Regions from separate parts of the Mus musculus genome. Here regions 2, 3 and 4 are each linked to region 1. Evidence: chromatin contacts called from public Hi-C and Micro-C data. All regions are on one chromosome and are shown on one strand. The core of a region is the stretch at or near the end of the contact, and the rest is flanking DNA. Distances in the headings are between cores, read along the strand shown. Region 1 holds the start of Gdf6 (growth differentiation factor 6). Region 2 holds the start of Asph (aspartate-beta-hydroxylase). Region 3 has its middle 110 kb from the start of Gm35008. Region 4 overlaps Asph (aspartate-beta-hydroxylase).

What was found. Hi-C and Micro-C count contacts between places; a contact is called where the count stands out from the background.
Region 2: a Micro-C map of embryonic stem cells shows a contact between it and region 1, with 4 times the contacts expected there. The contact joins the promoter of Asph here to the promoter of Gdf6 in region 1. A contact is called at or near these places in 11 of 484 Hi-C or Micro-C datasets (LSK cells, embryonic stem cells, forebrain and 4 more), 1 of 115 datasets of contacts at active chromatin or transcription factors (pancreatic cancer cells) and 1 of 9 other capture datasets (pancreatic islet).
Region 3: a contact with region 1 is called in a Micro-C map of trophoblast stem cells, with 2.3 times the contacts expected there. The contact joins the enhancer-like site here to the promoter of Gdf6 in region 1. A contact is called at or near these places in 2 of 39 promoter capture datasets (liver and stem cell-derived epiblast-like cells) and 2 of 484 Hi-C or Micro-C datasets (myocytes and trophoblast stem cells).
Region 4: a contact with region 1 is called in a Hi-C map of bone marrow-derived macrophages, with 3 times the contacts expected there. The contact joins the enhancer-like site here to the promoter of Gdf6 in region 1. A contact is called at or near these places in 4 of 39 promoter capture datasets (the HPC-7 cell line, embryonic stem cells, liver and 1 more), 18 of 484 Hi-C or Micro-C datasets (the G1E-ER4 cell line, the HL-1 cell line, bone marrow-derived macrophages and 7 more), 2 of 115 datasets of contacts at active chromatin or transcription factors (embryonic stem cells and pancreatic cancer cells) and 1 of 9 other capture datasets (embryonic stem cells).

What each region holds. Positions count from the first base shown.
Region 1 is chr4:9,842,440-9,846,183 of GRCm38.p6, reverse strand. It overlaps Gdf6 (growth differentiation factor 6), which reads right to left and starts at 1,812. Exons shown (of 2, transcript NM_013526.1): 1 at 1,292-1,812. The coding sequence starts at 1,706.
Region 2 is chr4:9,666,711-9,670,576 of GRCm38.p6, reverse strand. It overlaps Asph (aspartate-beta-hydroxylase), which reads left to right and starts at 1,415. Exons shown (of 24, transcript NM_023066.3): 1 at 1,415-1,796. The coding sequence starts at 1,667.
Region 3 is chr4:10,034,075-10,037,981 of GRCm38.p6, reverse strand. No RefSeq gene overlaps it. Among named protein-coding and RNA genes, the nearest start is that of Gm35008, 110 kb to the left of the region's middle. Within about 2 kb of position 2,466, at least 15 of the 459 cell types and tissues checked have an H3K27ac peak or open chromatin away from gene starts, as enhancers often do. A contact at or near this core is called in myocytes and trophoblast stem cells, where this site is marked.
Region 4 is chr4:9,610,473-9,614,220 of GRCm38.p6, reverse strand. Asph (aspartate-beta-hydroxylase) reads left to right here. Exons shown (of 24, transcript NM_023066.3): 4 at 3,283-3,378. Among named protein-coding and RNA genes, the nearest start is that of Asph, 57 kb to the left of the region's middle. Within about 2 kb of position 2,185, at least 13 of the 459 cell types and tissues checked have an H3K27ac peak or open chromatin away from gene starts, as enhancers often do. A contact at or near this core is called in bone marrow-derived macrophages, where this site is marked.

The sequences.
Region 1 (3,744 bases), core at 563-3,062:
TACCTGGCTGGGCCAGAACCTTGGCTGCGAAGAAAAGCAGCTTCCAGAAAGCTGGATGCTGGAGATTGAATAGAGCTTGGGGCAGGTGGGGGAGGGGGACATTAGCCTACTCTGGAAAGGTTCAAGGGAACAATTCAGGTAGATAGATGTAGCTGAGCAGACAATTAAGGTAGATAGATGTAGGTGAGCAGTTCCCTCAGCCCAATCCCGGGGACTCTTGAATTTCTGGGTACTTTCCTCTGAACCCGAACCTGTGGGTCTAGGAAGAGAGTCAAAGCTAAGTCTGGGAGTATGGGACGTACCTCTTACCTTCTCTGTACCTTCCTCTCAGCCCTTTGCTATTTCTCTCCTCCTTTCTTGCTTTTTCGGAATTACTTTTCCTCTCTAGGAGCCAGTGGAACTTTCCCCAATCTCTGAAGATTTCTCTGAGATGCTATGATTTCATTGCCCATGCTATGCTGTGGATCAGCGATAATAGCAAGAGGAGGAAGCTCAGAATCCTATAGACGGGAATGCATCCTGTCTGGCACAGGGGATGAGGGTAGGGTCCCGAGATGATCATCGATAGAAGGGTTGCCTGGCTGAGAAAGGTAGATGAGTACCGTCCTGTAGTACAGTAAGCACCAACAACTCCACGCTTTTATCAGTCCCAGTTTCAGCCCACCCCGAAGATGGTGGCTTGAAAACTATCATGTGTGAGACGAGGAAAAATAAAAACGGTGCCACAAGGCACTGGGTGCCCACCTGGCTGATATTTCCCCACACCCTACGCAGGACATCGGGTGAACCCACAGGGCTGCTGGATCTAGGCACTGCCTGACACCGATCCTAGACGGATTGACTACCTTGTGCTGGCTTTTCCTTGAGAGACAGGAGGCTCTCTAAAGCTCTCATGAATGCTCTAGGGCCCGCGACCCTCACAAGCTTTGGAGCCAGGGTCTCTCAGTCCTTTCTCTGACCCTTCTCCCTTTCCCTTCATTTGCTCATCACTTCTTTTCCTCTATGCTTCCTCTGCTAGCTACCAGACCATTGACCGCCGCGATGCTTTCGGCAAAATAGAAAACAGGAAGGAAAAGGAGAGAAAAAAAGTAAGAAAGTAGGGGAGAATTGCAGACTGGAGCAAAAAGCTGCAGCTGCACTCAGAATTGGGGGCTTGAGAAAAGTAAAATAGGGGGGAGGTGTCCAAAATGCGAAGGGAATTCACAAAAGCAGCCTCTTGCCAGAGCCTGGGTAGAGCTCTGGCTGAGGAGCTCCAACTGGAGAGGAGTCGGGCGCTTTCTTTGCCACTTACCCAGTCCTCTGTCTACAAAGCTAGTGATCGTATTAGCTGACTTGGAAGACTGGAAAAAGCTGGCATTGATGCCCAGCTTCTCGGCAATGGAGTAAGTCTTGTAGATTGACAGCATGTACTCGTGAGGCACCACGCGCAGCCCCCTGCCCGGCGGCTCCTGCCCCTGATGTTGTCCGGGCGGCCGCCGCCGGAGGTCCTTCTGCCGCAGCCCGTGCTCCGGGGGCGTCCGGCCCTCGGCACTCTCTTGTGGAGTTCGCTGCATCTTCCCTTCTTTGCGGTTCCCCACGTCTTTGGTGGAGTCCAATTCGGTGGAGGAGGAGGAGGACGAGGAGATGGAAGCCTGCTGGAAACCCGGCAAATCCCAGAGGAAGCTAATGAGGAAGATCGCCCAGAGAAGGACCCTAGGAGTGTCCATGGCGAGCGAGTGGCTAAGTTACTCGGAGAGGCGGCGGCGACAGCAGCGGCTGCGCCGGGCGCGAAAGGCACGGAGCGGCTGGACAGCGGCGGGGGCCGCGCTCCTCCTGCAGACTACGAGTGCGGGGAGCCGGGTAGCAGCTACACAAATCCAGGCCCTGCCACGCCCCCTCCCGCCCCTCGCCGGGAGGTGGGGAGAGGAGGGGAGAGCAGCGCTGCGGGGATAGGGAGGGAGGCGGGTAGTGCGGGCAGGAGGTGTGGGGTGGGGGGCAGCGGTGGGCTGTGGTGGTGGCAAGGTGAGAGCTGGAAGAGCCCCACGGGGTCCGGAGCGCCGACTGGGCGAGCCAGAGGCGAGCGCCTCTGTCCCAGGGTTGGGGAGCCAGAGCCCGCAGGCAGCCGCCTGCGCCGGGGACCGTCAGTCCCCACCAGCTGCTCGAACTTCTCCAGGGACCCGGGGGAGTGGCAGCCGCGGCGGCTGGCTCGGAGCGGGGGTGGGGGTGGGGGGCTGCTGCCGCAGGCTGCGCCCTGGCTCCGGGCAGTGGCACCCTCTCTTTGCCACCCTACCCTCCTAGCGGGCGGTTAGCACCCTCTCACCCCCCCCCCCCCGCGCGCCCACAAGTTTCATCCCTGAGTCCCGGAAGCCAGGCGCAGGGGCCAGTCCTTCACAGCCCCCTTCTCTTGGTAGAATGCTGCTTTCCACAAAGACCCGCGTCAATTCCCGACCTTCGAGGTCAGGCAAAGGCCACCAGTCTTCAGAGTTTGGACCGGTGCTCGGAGCTGCCGCGCTCTCCTGCAGGCCCCAGACTCTCCTCTCGCAGACCTCAATCTCTGGTGTTTGCTCCAGCTGCTTCATTTCTCTTTCGTGGGACCCCACACTTCTCTGGACCCTTAGGGGCTTGACTCCCTCTTCTTCTGCACCCGTACTTCCTTTTTCCTCTTTCCTATTGTCTTCAGGAATTAGTCCTTCCCCCAAATTCCTTCCCATTCCGATTCGATACCTCTCCTCACCCAGTCCCTGCCCCCCAAATATGCTTTTTTTTTTGGCTGTGGCCTCCCAACTCTCTGATCCCCACCCTCTCTCTCCCCCTTTCACCAGACCCCTCCCTGCGCAGCTCTACCCCAATCTGTTTCTCTTCAGCCCAGCCTCGCCCCATCACGAGTTTCCTTTATCTGTCCCCAGATTCCCAGTGTCTTCCCCGCCCACCGCCCCGCGGTTCAGGACGTTGCTAGGTTTGGCGGCGAAGCGTTGCTTCTCTCGCACAGCGCTCTAGACGGAAGTTGTCCAGAGTCTTTACAGGGTACTCACGCACCATCTGTAAACGTCCTCCTGTAAATTACTCCACTTATGGATTTAAAAAAAAAAGGGGGGGGGCAAAAGGCTCAGAGATAAAGGCTTTCCAGGGCCATTCAGCCAAGAGGGCACAGCCACGGATAGACCCAGGAAGCAGTGGTTCCACCATTCTGCTCCTCCTGGTTTGAGCTGTGTCTCTGTGGGTTCTCTCGCCCTGGCCCTCCTGTCTTCATTGGGACCTTGCAGGCGTGAGGATAATTTGGTCCTCTCTCCCCTTCTCTTTACTCTGACTTCCTTAAGAGGCATGACACTCACCTTGGACATCTGCTGTGTCAGGCCTGGCTCTATGGCCTTAGCAAACAGTTTCACATAATCTTCATAACAAGCCTGAGACAAGGGCCACATTATCTCTATTTTACAGACAGAGAAACTGAGGCCCACGATCACACTGCTCCTGTATTGCCACTACTCCTAATTGCGAGGCTATTGAGAGGGGCTGCTTTGCTCTCTATCACTAGAGATTCTGGTTCTACCCCAACCCATTTAACGTCCCTTAGGGCTACTCAGTTCATGACTGCCAACCCATGGCCTGTCTGGGACTTGAAGGAGTCTAGCTTCTTCCTTCTGCTTTCTAGCATTATCATTCACCAGTGTAAGGCTGAGAAAGGAGCTAGGAAGTTTTAAGTCTTAAATAATGCTTAGCCCACTAGGACGAAAAGCTCTCTCTGTTCATGTTCCTTCATCTTTG
Region 2 (3,866 bases), core at 166-2,665, 180 kb after region 1:
GGGCCCTTCCCTCTTGATCACTAACTGAGAAAATGCCTTACAGCTGGATCTCATGGAGGAACTTCCCCAACTGAAGCTCCTTTCTCTGTGATGACTCCAGCTTGTGCCACGTTGACACACAAAATCAGCCAGCACAAGGGATTAAAACATTTGTGGAAGCTAGTTAAGATTGAACCTTTAAAGCATCAACTCTATAATAGTGTTTTGTGAGTAATTAAAATTTTTTATCTTGGGGATGGAGAGTTATTTATCTATTGTAGTTTAGATATCAGCACCTTCCATTAAGTGATATGGATCAGATTTGCCTCTCTGCCTCCCCCCATTCCCATCATTGTTTCCTGCTGAAAGAATGTCCTTTGTGGGCAAGAAGTTGTGTTCAAAAGAGAGGACTCCTGGGTGCCGAGGAGGCTCAGAGATAAAGAAATGCAGTAAGAATGGACGGCAGCACCCACCTTCATGGCTGTGTGAAAACGATGCCCTCTTTTTCCCTGTTCTGTGAGGCTCTTGGGTTCCACTTTTTTCCCCGGGCGGTACCCAGTATTCACAGCTGACAAGGCAGAGGCCAGTGGACCCTAATGATGGTCAGTGGTGGTTGAGGAAACTGCAGTCTCAGAAGGGGTCGTCCCACAGCAGTGGCTCACTCTGGGTCTTCTACAAGGGGCTGCTTCCAAGAACTCCTGGAAGATCTCGACATTGACAGCAATGTATTAAATCACCACATACTTCATGTTTTTTTGTTACCCACAGACACCATGTGGGCAATTGGTAACAAATGATCATGGTCTCTGCTGGACCTTGGCTGGTTCATCCAGCTGTTGCCATTTTTCTTTTGAATATTCAGTTCTCAATCCCGACGCAGTACACTGCATAAGCATAGGAGATCAATGGCTGGGGACATGAAGAAATTCTAGGTATTAGTGTGATGAGAGTGTTGTGCATGGTTAAGAAAATAGGGTTTTTGAGTCATGTTAACATTTTAATGTCTTAACTAAAGGTTCTCCAAAACTACTGATGGCACAAATCCTTATTTTTGACACTGGAAGGCTCAACAATCACAGTGTACTGGCGGAACTGTGGCAAATCCTTTTCAAAGAGAGGGCTTGCACCCTTGGTCGTACTTAGGCACCGGAACCAAATTCCCAAGAAGCCAAGAGGTGGTGCGCAGCTCTCGGGCACCGCCCTCATACCCGCCCCATCCCGTTGGAGCCAGAACACCAACGCTCGCGAGAGTCCTGCCGGCTTCCACGTTTGCCACGTTCCAGAGGATCCAGGCAGACTAGAAAGCCACAAGCCGCTGGGGCTTTGCAGTCACTGCGCAGCAAAAGACAAGCTTTGGCCTGAGGAGGGCAGGCGCGCGTAGCCTGCCCCGCCCCCTGCCAGCGGTCCTCGGGATTGGCTCGTGTTGGCGTCTTTCAGATCTGGTGGGTGGGCAGAGGCTGGCGTGGGCGGGGCCGAGGCCGGGGGGAGCTGAGCGCTCTTGGCAGCCTAAGGAGTCGCAGGCTGGGCGCACGCGAGGCTAACCGCGCGGCTGCACGCTGGTGCAAGTCGTCCGAGGCGCAGCGAGCGCAGTGGACGCTAAGGCGCTGCTACAGGAGTCTCGAAGCCCCGGTGTCCCTAGTGCACTCAGCAAGGCCCCGGTTCTCTGCAGTCCCCGGAGCAGCTCGCGATGGCCCCGCGCAAGAACGCCAAGGGCGGCGGCGGCAACAGCAGCAGCAGCGGCAGCGGCAGCGGCTCGGGCAGCGGTAGCCCGAGCACGGGTAGCAGCGGTAGCAGCAGTAGCCCCGGGGCTCGGAGAGGTCAGAGTCCCCGCAGGCCAGGCCCTGGCTGCGGGCGGGAGCCGGGTGGGCGCTGCAGGTCTGGTCTGATCCTACGTCCGCCGCTCCTCTCCATCCTTAGCGAGGCTCCTGTGTGCGCGGGGCGAGGCCGCGCTCACCGGGCGGGGAGGCGGAGGAGCAGAGTCGGCCGGAGGGGGACCCCTAGCACCAGCCTGCCCGAGCATTGGCCGGCCCTTTCTTGCCTTTCCTGATGGAAGCTGGGTGTAGAGGGCCCTTTATCTTTTTGCAGTTTTCGGGGCGCTTGACCCTGAGCCAAAGTCAGAGAAAGTAAGTTTCAGCCTGGCCAGCAGCGTTGAGGAGCGGCTTGGAGGAGTGTATTCAAGGGCCGGGATGAGACTTGATGCTTCGTTCTTGCAAATTATTTTAAGGAGTTTTGTTTAGTTTTCTTAATATGTATTGCGTTTGCCTTTTAAAATACAAAGGGACATCATAAAGTACTATAGGGATTTTCTCTGTGCCTCCTTTTTCTTTTCTCAATAAAATAAAATAAAATCATAACCCCCCCCCCCCCAAAAAAAAAACCCAACCAAACAAAAAACCCAAAACCCACAAACAAAAAACCCTACTGGTTATTCACCTTTCTTCTCCATGTGCTTAGCCAGCAGAGTGGAGAACAGATGTTTTAAATCTGTTTCGTGTCAGATTTCACCGGTTCTCGGTTTCTCTTATATTTCCTTTGACTCATATTTAGAATATTGGAACTGGAACACACATGTGTATTGAATGTGAGCTCTCAATATCACTGGAAATGATTTAGATTCTATGCTTTGGTCTATGGGCAGCTCATTATTATATGTCATATATAGATTGGATGATTATGGTTTTATTAGTATATGTCAGGACGATAGATGAGCCAACTATGGTTTTTCTTCATAGCACTTGCTGTCTTCATGTATATTCTGTCTTCATGTATTGTCTTTGTTTCACTCTCTTCTATTCCCCATTATCAACTAGAATAGTTCGTTTCCTTAATAGCTGTGCAATAAATATTTGATTAGAAAATGAATGAATAAATGTAAATGGGGAAAGTTAGGCAGTTAAATCCATTGTACACATTAACATTCTGAGAGCTGTTTGTATTCTTAATGGAAAGGACTCTATGTACACAGTTTGAGGTCCAAGGCCACTGTAGTAATTAATTCACCTCAATACCGGTAAAAATGACATTCAGGCTCTCTGGCTCCTAAGTCAGCTAATCTGACATCGGCAGCGCCATTGCTTTGTGGTTGGAGCATAGATTTGAAGTATGTGAATGAGAAGAGCCTACTGAATGTTGAGGAGAAAGCTAATGAGCAAGATTTTAATGTGTTCTGTAGCGATTGCCTGGTGAAATGCGTCTGCTGCTGTCCTGGGAGCTTTGTGTGTGCTGGGGAAGTGCTTTAGCCGCTGAGCTACATCCTAGACTTTCATCTCTATCCTTTACACCCTGATTGCATCCAGGGAAGTCTCTTATGAGGCCTGCCAGTACAGAGAGTGTGCACCGTCCCCTGATAAGTACCAGTGTTACAGTCAGCTGGTAGGGCTGGGAAACCCCAGGATGTATAGTACCTTATTCTTAGGATGTATATATAGTCCCTTATTCTATCATTAGGATGTATAGTCCCTTAGTCTATCATTTGCCCACACTTTAGAGTGACATAACTATAATGAAGCACAATTTCATTCATAATGAATGAAACACCTGTGTTCTAACCCCTCCCCCCAAACTCGAGCCTAAATTACACAGAGCGCATGATTCTTCCTAGGCCATTATTTTAAATAACTATTTCAGTAACTACTGAGTTCTGATTGGGTGAAAGAGAAGGCACCCCAGGTGGAAACTAAAACTCTTCTTCCCTTTGTGCTAAACAGTTACCATTATAATGGGAAAGCGTGGTTCTGTTTATTGCTTTCTTACAGCAGGGTACACCTGAAAGATAAACAGGGTACTGAAAACAAAGTTAACTTTATGTGGTCACTGAGGTAGGGACATGGACATGCAAACCAACTCTAACTGCTGGGGAGTCCGTAGCTGCAGTTACATTGCTGTGG
Region 3 (3,907 bases), core at 1,217-3,716, 190 kb before region 1:
AAGATTTCATGAGTGCATTTCCCTGGCATGTCCAGTATAGGAAAACAATCAATTACATAAAAAGGAAGCCTACAGAGTGGAAGAATATCTTTGCCACTATACATCCAATTGAAAATTAATATCCAGAATGTTCAAAGAACTCAAATACCAAGAATCACAAACAAACAAAAAGCAAATGAAAAATGTACTATAAATTTGAATGGTGATCTCAAAAAAATGACTAAGGAAAATATTGTTAAATGTTCTCAACACCCTTAGTGATTAGAAAAACACAAGGTATAACTACTCTACAACTTCATCTTACCCCAGTCAGAATGGCTACGATCAAAGAAACATCTAACAAGTTCCAGCAATGATCTCAGGAAATGGGAAGCCTCATTGACAGTTGGTGGGACTGCAAACTGGTGAGGCCACTATGAAAATCAGTGAGATTACTTACAGATCTAAAATTAGATCTACTGTATGCCCCATTTATACCACTCTGACATATGCCCAAACGACTAGAAAACCTACTCCAAAGATACTTGTTCACTCATGTTCATGGGTCCTCTGTTTATAATAGCTAGAGAATAAAAAGTATTTAAGTAACCTTCAACCAATGAATGGATGATAAAAACGGGGTATATACACACCATGGGATACTAGTCAGCTATAAATTCCTGTCTAAAAAAAAACAAAACAAAACAAAACAAGGCACCAACAACAACAACCCCCTCCCCCCCCAAAAAAAAAAATTATACTGAGTTAGGTAACCCTGACGTAGAAAAACTAAATACCATGCCCTCTCCCTCATTCATGAATATCAAAATTTTCATTCTTAATGACAACATGGCAGGTATTCCTGTTTGAGCCCTGAAATTTTCTATGCAGATCTGCTGTCTCCTGAGCCACAGAAGGCTCACTTTCACAGACTATGCCCACTAGGTTTAGCTGATCCTGATTCCTAGTTGGGTTGGCCAATCAGACAGCTCATGGAGAAGTGGGAAGAAAACTTTTTTCTTTGTCTGCATTCCACAGATTTTCTCTTACTGACTTCTCTGTTTGTTACTATGTGTGTGAATATGTGTGTGGTAATCAGTCTCTTCAGGTATCTCTTTGTGTGTGTATGTGTGGTGAGGGTACACACATACATTTTAGGCCATGACTTCTATAATATTGGACTAATCTAGTCAAAGATTTCAACATCTCTAGTCACTCAATTTTTTTCTATAGCTGAATCTCTAAAACATAGAGGCAGTAGAACTGCTGGTTCTTGATAATCTAACCAATTTCTCTAACCAATCCATTGATTGTGAAAGGCCCTTTATCCAACATTGTGAAAAGGTCATTTTGATGCTCCTTTTAGGATGTCAACTGTTTCTTTCCTACTAGTACTTTTGGAAGTATAACTCCTCCAGTCTTGCTTATCCCTTTCATTCTCTTGCCAAGAACCTATGTTTCCACCTCACTTGTGTACCTTACCATGTAATCTTTCTTCTTTCCCTGACATGACCAGACTCTCTTACATGTCACAGTACAAATGCAAACTTCAACTTTCCCCAGACAACATTCCTGATCATCACATCCCCTCCCCGTTGCATTAGGGTCTCCTCATGTGTTCCCACCCAACCCTAATCTTAACTTGTATCACTATCTGTGAGGATGTCTGAAACCCCACAGTAAAAAGAAAGACAAGCTTGGAAAGTATTAAATGTTAATCTCTGAAACTCTTGTGCTTGGGGGATCCCATTCGAAAAGGTGATAAACAGACTTGATGAGAGAATGACACACATGAACCAAGAATGATTACAAAGGTCTTTAAAGTAACCAGAAAGGATCTGGGTGCCAGGCAGAGGAAGGAGAACTTTAGTGGTCATCTCCTGATTCTTCAGAGATAGAAGGGACCCTAAGCTGAGGAATGTGGGTAGACTTTAGGAGCTACAAAAAGCAAGGGATGCATTCTCACCTAAAGGTTCCAAAAGAAATACAGCACCCTGACTTGGATAAGGTTCATTTTGGATGTCTGACACAGAACTGTAAAACAATAACTCTCATCACGTTGTCAGATCCTGGAGGTCAGGTGTCATGTCTCACACTTGTCTTCCATGCTCGTCCACAGAACTTGGTGTATTTCTCAAACATATTTATAAAAGAATTCAACATTATCTCATCAACCTGTAAAATTTTAATGCCTCTGGGCCTATTGTTCTTGTAACTATAGTTTTATTTTTTGCTGAAAAAAAGAGATCTATGCTTGTCCATAACACATTTAAAAATAGCCTTTAGTTATTAATCTACCATAAAATCATTGAGAAAAATAACCAGCCTCTTGCCAAAGAGAACAAAGATTCAGGAATTTGAAGGCACCCACAGTGTCCTTCCTCTCAGGAAAGCAGCTGTGGTAGCTGCGGCTTGCCACAGGACATGCCCAACTCCCCAGATGGACAAGGAAGGAACAATTTGTTCCTTCCCCTAGAGCAGCTGGCCCTGGTTTTGGCTAGATCTGGATCCCCAGGTCTCATGGGCACTGGTTGCTACAGTTCAGCAAGAGACTCCAGCTCTGGTATTTCCAGAAGAGCTGTTCTCTGGAAATCTGGAAGGGACACCTTCTCACCACAATCTTGTTCTTATAGCAACAGCAATGAATGACCTGCAAATCCCACAATCTGTCCATGAAATGAGAGTTAACACTGGTTCAAAGCCTATTTGACTTTGCTAAGAGCTCTGGAACAGGAGCCAGGAACCCCAGGGTCTTGTCTGGTTCTACTACTGGCCAGCTATGTGACCCTGACTAATTTGCTCCTGTAGGAAAATGGGCTTCTGTGGTCACTGTGGCATCCTGCATTTTAAGAGATTGTGACAGTTCTACAATTCTCAAACACACTGATGCTTAAAAACTGCCCATGACAAACTACTCCCACCAATGATAGCTTCTCACCAAGACAGAAGAAAGAGAAAACAAAAGCTAGGGGCTGTTTTAAAAGGTGAAAGCAAAGAGGATAGGAGGAAAATGGAATTCAGTGAGCATGTAGGACATAGCACATTCTTTCTCTGGCCTCAGATCACAAATGCTGCAATCTTACAAAATATTCTATCAAAATGCCTCTGACCTTGGAGAAAAGTGAAGAAAGCATGGAGGAACTAAGCCTGTGGCAAAGAGGAAACCAAGGATGGAGCCTTGGCTTCACACACTCTAGGAACAAACCAGACCAAGTGGAACCCTCCACCCTCTTTACTGTCTATTTTGAGTCACAGTTCCACTAAGTTGCTCAGGATGAACTTGTCATCCTCCTGCAAGCACTGGGATTATAAGTTTACCTTGAAATTTCACTTTATCATAAAATGGTGTTCCAGCAACTGTTCTGCTGCTGTGAAGAGACACCAATACCATGAGCACAGAAATTCTTGTAAAATAAAAGTTTAATTGGAAGCTTGCTTACAGTTTCAGAGCCTCAGTCCATTATTACCACTGCCGGGAGTATACATGGTGGCAAAGACAGAGAGCAAGAGAGGCAGAAACACGGAGAGAGGAGCGGGGGTGGGGGAGGGAGAGAGATTGGGTCTGGTATGGGTTTTTGAAATCTCAAAGTCCACCTCCAGTAACATTTTTCTTCCAAAAAGTACATATATCATAATTCTTAATCTATCAAATTCTCTATGGCAACCAAGTGCCACACACACTACCGTGAAGTCTGCTTGGCAGGCCGAGAGGCCTGGAAGCGCTCACAAGGCAAAGAGTTTCACGGAAGCTCACCTCCTGGAGTTCTAGCGTTCTCATTAACTCATATACTCATACCCTATTCTCGAGTTAGTCTGGTGTATGGATCCACGTGCTCTCTTTTAGTATTGTCTTATTATAAGTGCCTTTTAAGATTGAATTCTGACATAGCTAAGCCTTCACCAGTGTTCCAACATCCTAGAAAGTCCT
Region 4 (3,748 bases), core at 936-3,435, 230 kb after region 1:
TTGCATTTTTAATTAAAATGAAAGAAACAGATATTTATAAATGTAAATTTTAAAAAGCCTTCTAACTTCTGTAATGAATCTACAGAACAAAAACCAAGATGTTGTAAGAAAAAGTTTTACATTTGATCCCACTATTGTCATTGCCTGATGACATTTGAACCTCAGCAGTGTCAGTAAGCAGCTGCAGTGGAGTGCAACATGGCAGGAAGAGTCCCTCAGAAGTCTGGGGCAGCCAGGCAGTGGCCCCTTTGCTTCTGAATAGCTCATCTGGAAGAGGCTTGCCTTTGCCTCTGGGAGCTGAGTCGTTGTCTGAGGCTGTAGGGGCTGAGAGCAAGCCAGCTTGCAACTGCTCTACCAATTAAGTTAGATGGTAGAAAGAGAGACAAAGACAGAGAGACAGAGACAGACAGAGAGAGAGACAGACAGACAGAGACACACACACACACACACACACACACACACACACACACACACACACAGAGAGAGAGACAGAGAGAGAGACAGAGAGAGAGAGAAAAAAAAAAACTCAAGCTAGTGTGAATCTGGATATAGCCTGGACGTAGCGCTGAGCAGCTGTCTGTAAGTGTGTCATTTGACTGATAGTTTGGGTGGAAATGAAGCTGTGCAGTATTGTCTTTTGTGATATTTTCCATGTTTTTTATTCTTTGGATTATAATGATAAATGATTCCCAGTTGTGTTACAGAAAGCTGCCTCTTTGTGTATTGTGTCTGAAAACTTAAACTGGTACCCTTTGATTTCATTGTATGCATCCACAGGGACTAGACCACAAATGGATTACATTTTATAATGTAACTTTAAATATTCATTTCAAGTTCCAGCCCTAACCCTTTGTCATGTGTACTTCTCAATAAATGAATCAAGCTTTAACACAAACAAACAACAAAAAACCTCTTTCCTCTTAGTCTGAATTGGTCACATGTGTTATTTATGTCGGTTTTGTATAACAGGAGTTACTACTGTACAGGGATGGCCAGGGCTTCTCCGAGGGTTATTAAAGCTATTTCAGTGTGGCTTCCTTTGTTAAAAGTTTGTAGGGGCCCAGTAAAGGAGATGCATAAATATGGTTTTCACTGCTTTGAAATTTATAATAAAATTTATTTGTGCAAATGTCCCCTCTGGATATAGCACTGAATAGCTGTTTGAAAGTATGTCATTTGACTGATGGTTTGGGTGGAAATGAAGCTGGTTAGCATTTTCTTTTCATACATTTTTCCATTCTTTTTATCCTTTGGATTGTAAAGGTAAATGACTCCCAGTTGAGTTACAGAAAGCTAGCTCTTTGTGTATTGTGTCTGAAGACTTAGACTGGTACCTTTTAAATACATCATTTCTTCCTTTTTCAAATGAAATGGACTTTTCTAGGTTTGGTAAGAATGGAGTTTCTGGCACTTGCATCTGCCATTGGATGGGACTATTGTTGAAAACACTTTAAATGCAGACCAGTTTGAAAGCCAGTTGAGTGTATGTTAGTGAAGGGTGATGTTGTAGCCTTCCATTCACACTGAGACACTTCTGAGAATATAGTTACTGTTGCTTGACATCAGGCACATACTGATACCACCTGGGGAAAACTAGACACATTATAGAGAAATCGTGGATACAGTCAAATCTCTTGAAAACAGTAGCAGCAGGATTGTTGCATTCTTCTTAGGAATCCCTTGTAAACTGTAAGAGCAAGATTGTTGCAGTCCTTGTTTCTCCACTGACATCCCTGTGCCAACCAGGCATATCTAAGGCTCTTTGACCCTGCAGTGAGCCTCTTTGTAGTGGACTGGCAGAGTGGGCCCCACTGCATGCCCTCGCCCTGAAGTAGGCATTTCTGTAGCAATTGCTTTGGCCAACTGTCGACTGACATACTGAATGCAGAGACAAAGCACATGAGTCCATGGAATCCTAAGCCTCTCCTGATTGACTGAGCACAACTCACCTACTGCCAGTCAAGAGGTAAAAGGGCGGGCTACATCAGTGAGAAAGAGCTTTGTCGTTTTCATGCTGTATTTCAAGTAGATGTGAGGCACTGTAAGGATTTCCAACCCTACTCACACTCTGAGCAAGTGAACTAGTTTGAAATCTCTTTTATAGTTAGATTACACTGATGTGTAGAACAAAGCGGTGTGTGGTGGTGGTGTGTACAGGGAGTGTTGAAATTGAGGAAATAGAAGATTGCCAAGCCAGCCTGTTGCTTTTGCAGTCTCTGTAAGAGTACAGAAGTAACCTCTGGCAGAAACAAGAATAAGAGACCAGACAAAGAATAAAGTAAAATGCTTGAGTTGACATAAGGGGAGTGTGGGCATTAACTGTACAGTGGTACCTACAGTCTACAGAATGTGAGAGCTGGCTTGACCTTTTCTCCAAGGGCCACTGTGCCCATCTTCCCAGATGCCACCCTCGTCCAGCTCTCAGTGAGGGCAAAGAAGCTCAGACTCAGCAAACAGAATTGGACTCTTAGTCCTGCCTTGGTTTCCTGAACAGCTGTATTAAGGATTTATCTAATGTTCCCTTCCACATGCAACACATCACAGCACTACCTTAGTGTTTATGTGGCTCATGTTAACTTGCTTCCTGCCTTATTTTTTATTACCGTTTGTTTTGTTTTGTTTTTGAGGCGGGCTTCTCTGTGTAGCCCTTCCTGTCCAGGGATTGCTCTGTAGCCCAGGCTAGCCTTAAACTCATAGAAATCCACCTGCCTCTGCCTCCCTCGTGCTGGGATTTCAGGTATGCCCCTCCCCCAGCTCAGCTTTCCTTACTTTTAAACAGATTTTTTTGGATACCTTTTAGCTCTAGAAAAATAATATGGTTGCTTACAGGTGGTACTTTGTGAAACTTGTACTGCGTTACATATGATTTATTGAAAACTCTGGTATTCCCTAATCAAACATTACACATGAAAAGTGAACTCAGGTCTGGAGTGTGCACAGCCCAGCTTATGAGTGTCATATGGTCCCTTCTGCTGGGCACTGAGCTCTGGCTTACAAGGTCCTTAAACAAGACAGGAGTCTGGACTCCCACGCATCTTCTTTTGGCAAGGCTAGACATGGTTAGTCTATGTTGTGAATATTTATCAATCCCTTTTAAAAAGTTTTAAGTACACGGAAGACCCTCATGAGATGAAAGACCCTTTCCTCGGTCTTAAACACAGTACTGGGAAGCCCGAGCGTCCTGTCCCACCAATCACATGTTTGAAAGTTACTTTTTCTGATTTAAAGTATAAAGGTGATTTTTAAAGAAGTCTTAGTTAACACTGTGAATAAAAAATGCAGGCCTTAAAGAAAGATCTCCTTCTGAGAGGACATTTCCACCGGAGGAGGAGGCAGAGACTCACGCTGAGCTGGAGGAGCAGGCCCCTGAGGGGGCAGGTAAGTGTCACTGAACACTCTGCAGGGCTGCTTGGTCTGCAGGTATCTTTTCAGTTACCACTCATGTCTCACCCCATTGTTCACATCATTTATAAAACGAGCTGCCGTTTGTTCTCTTCTGGGATTATAATAAATACTCTTGTAGTGAAGATGTGTCTAGGGTTATTTTAATAAAAATTCCAAGGCACAGGTTATTGTTGTCCGTTGCCCATGACCATGCAGTTGGGAACGACAGAAGCCAAATGCGTCCTGACTTTAACTCCAGCACTCTTGCCTTATTATATCCAAAGTAGGAACAGGCGCAGACTGTACACAGCCTGTTTGCTGTCTGCCCCATGCACGATTCCACCAGGAATGAAGAGCTAAGCAT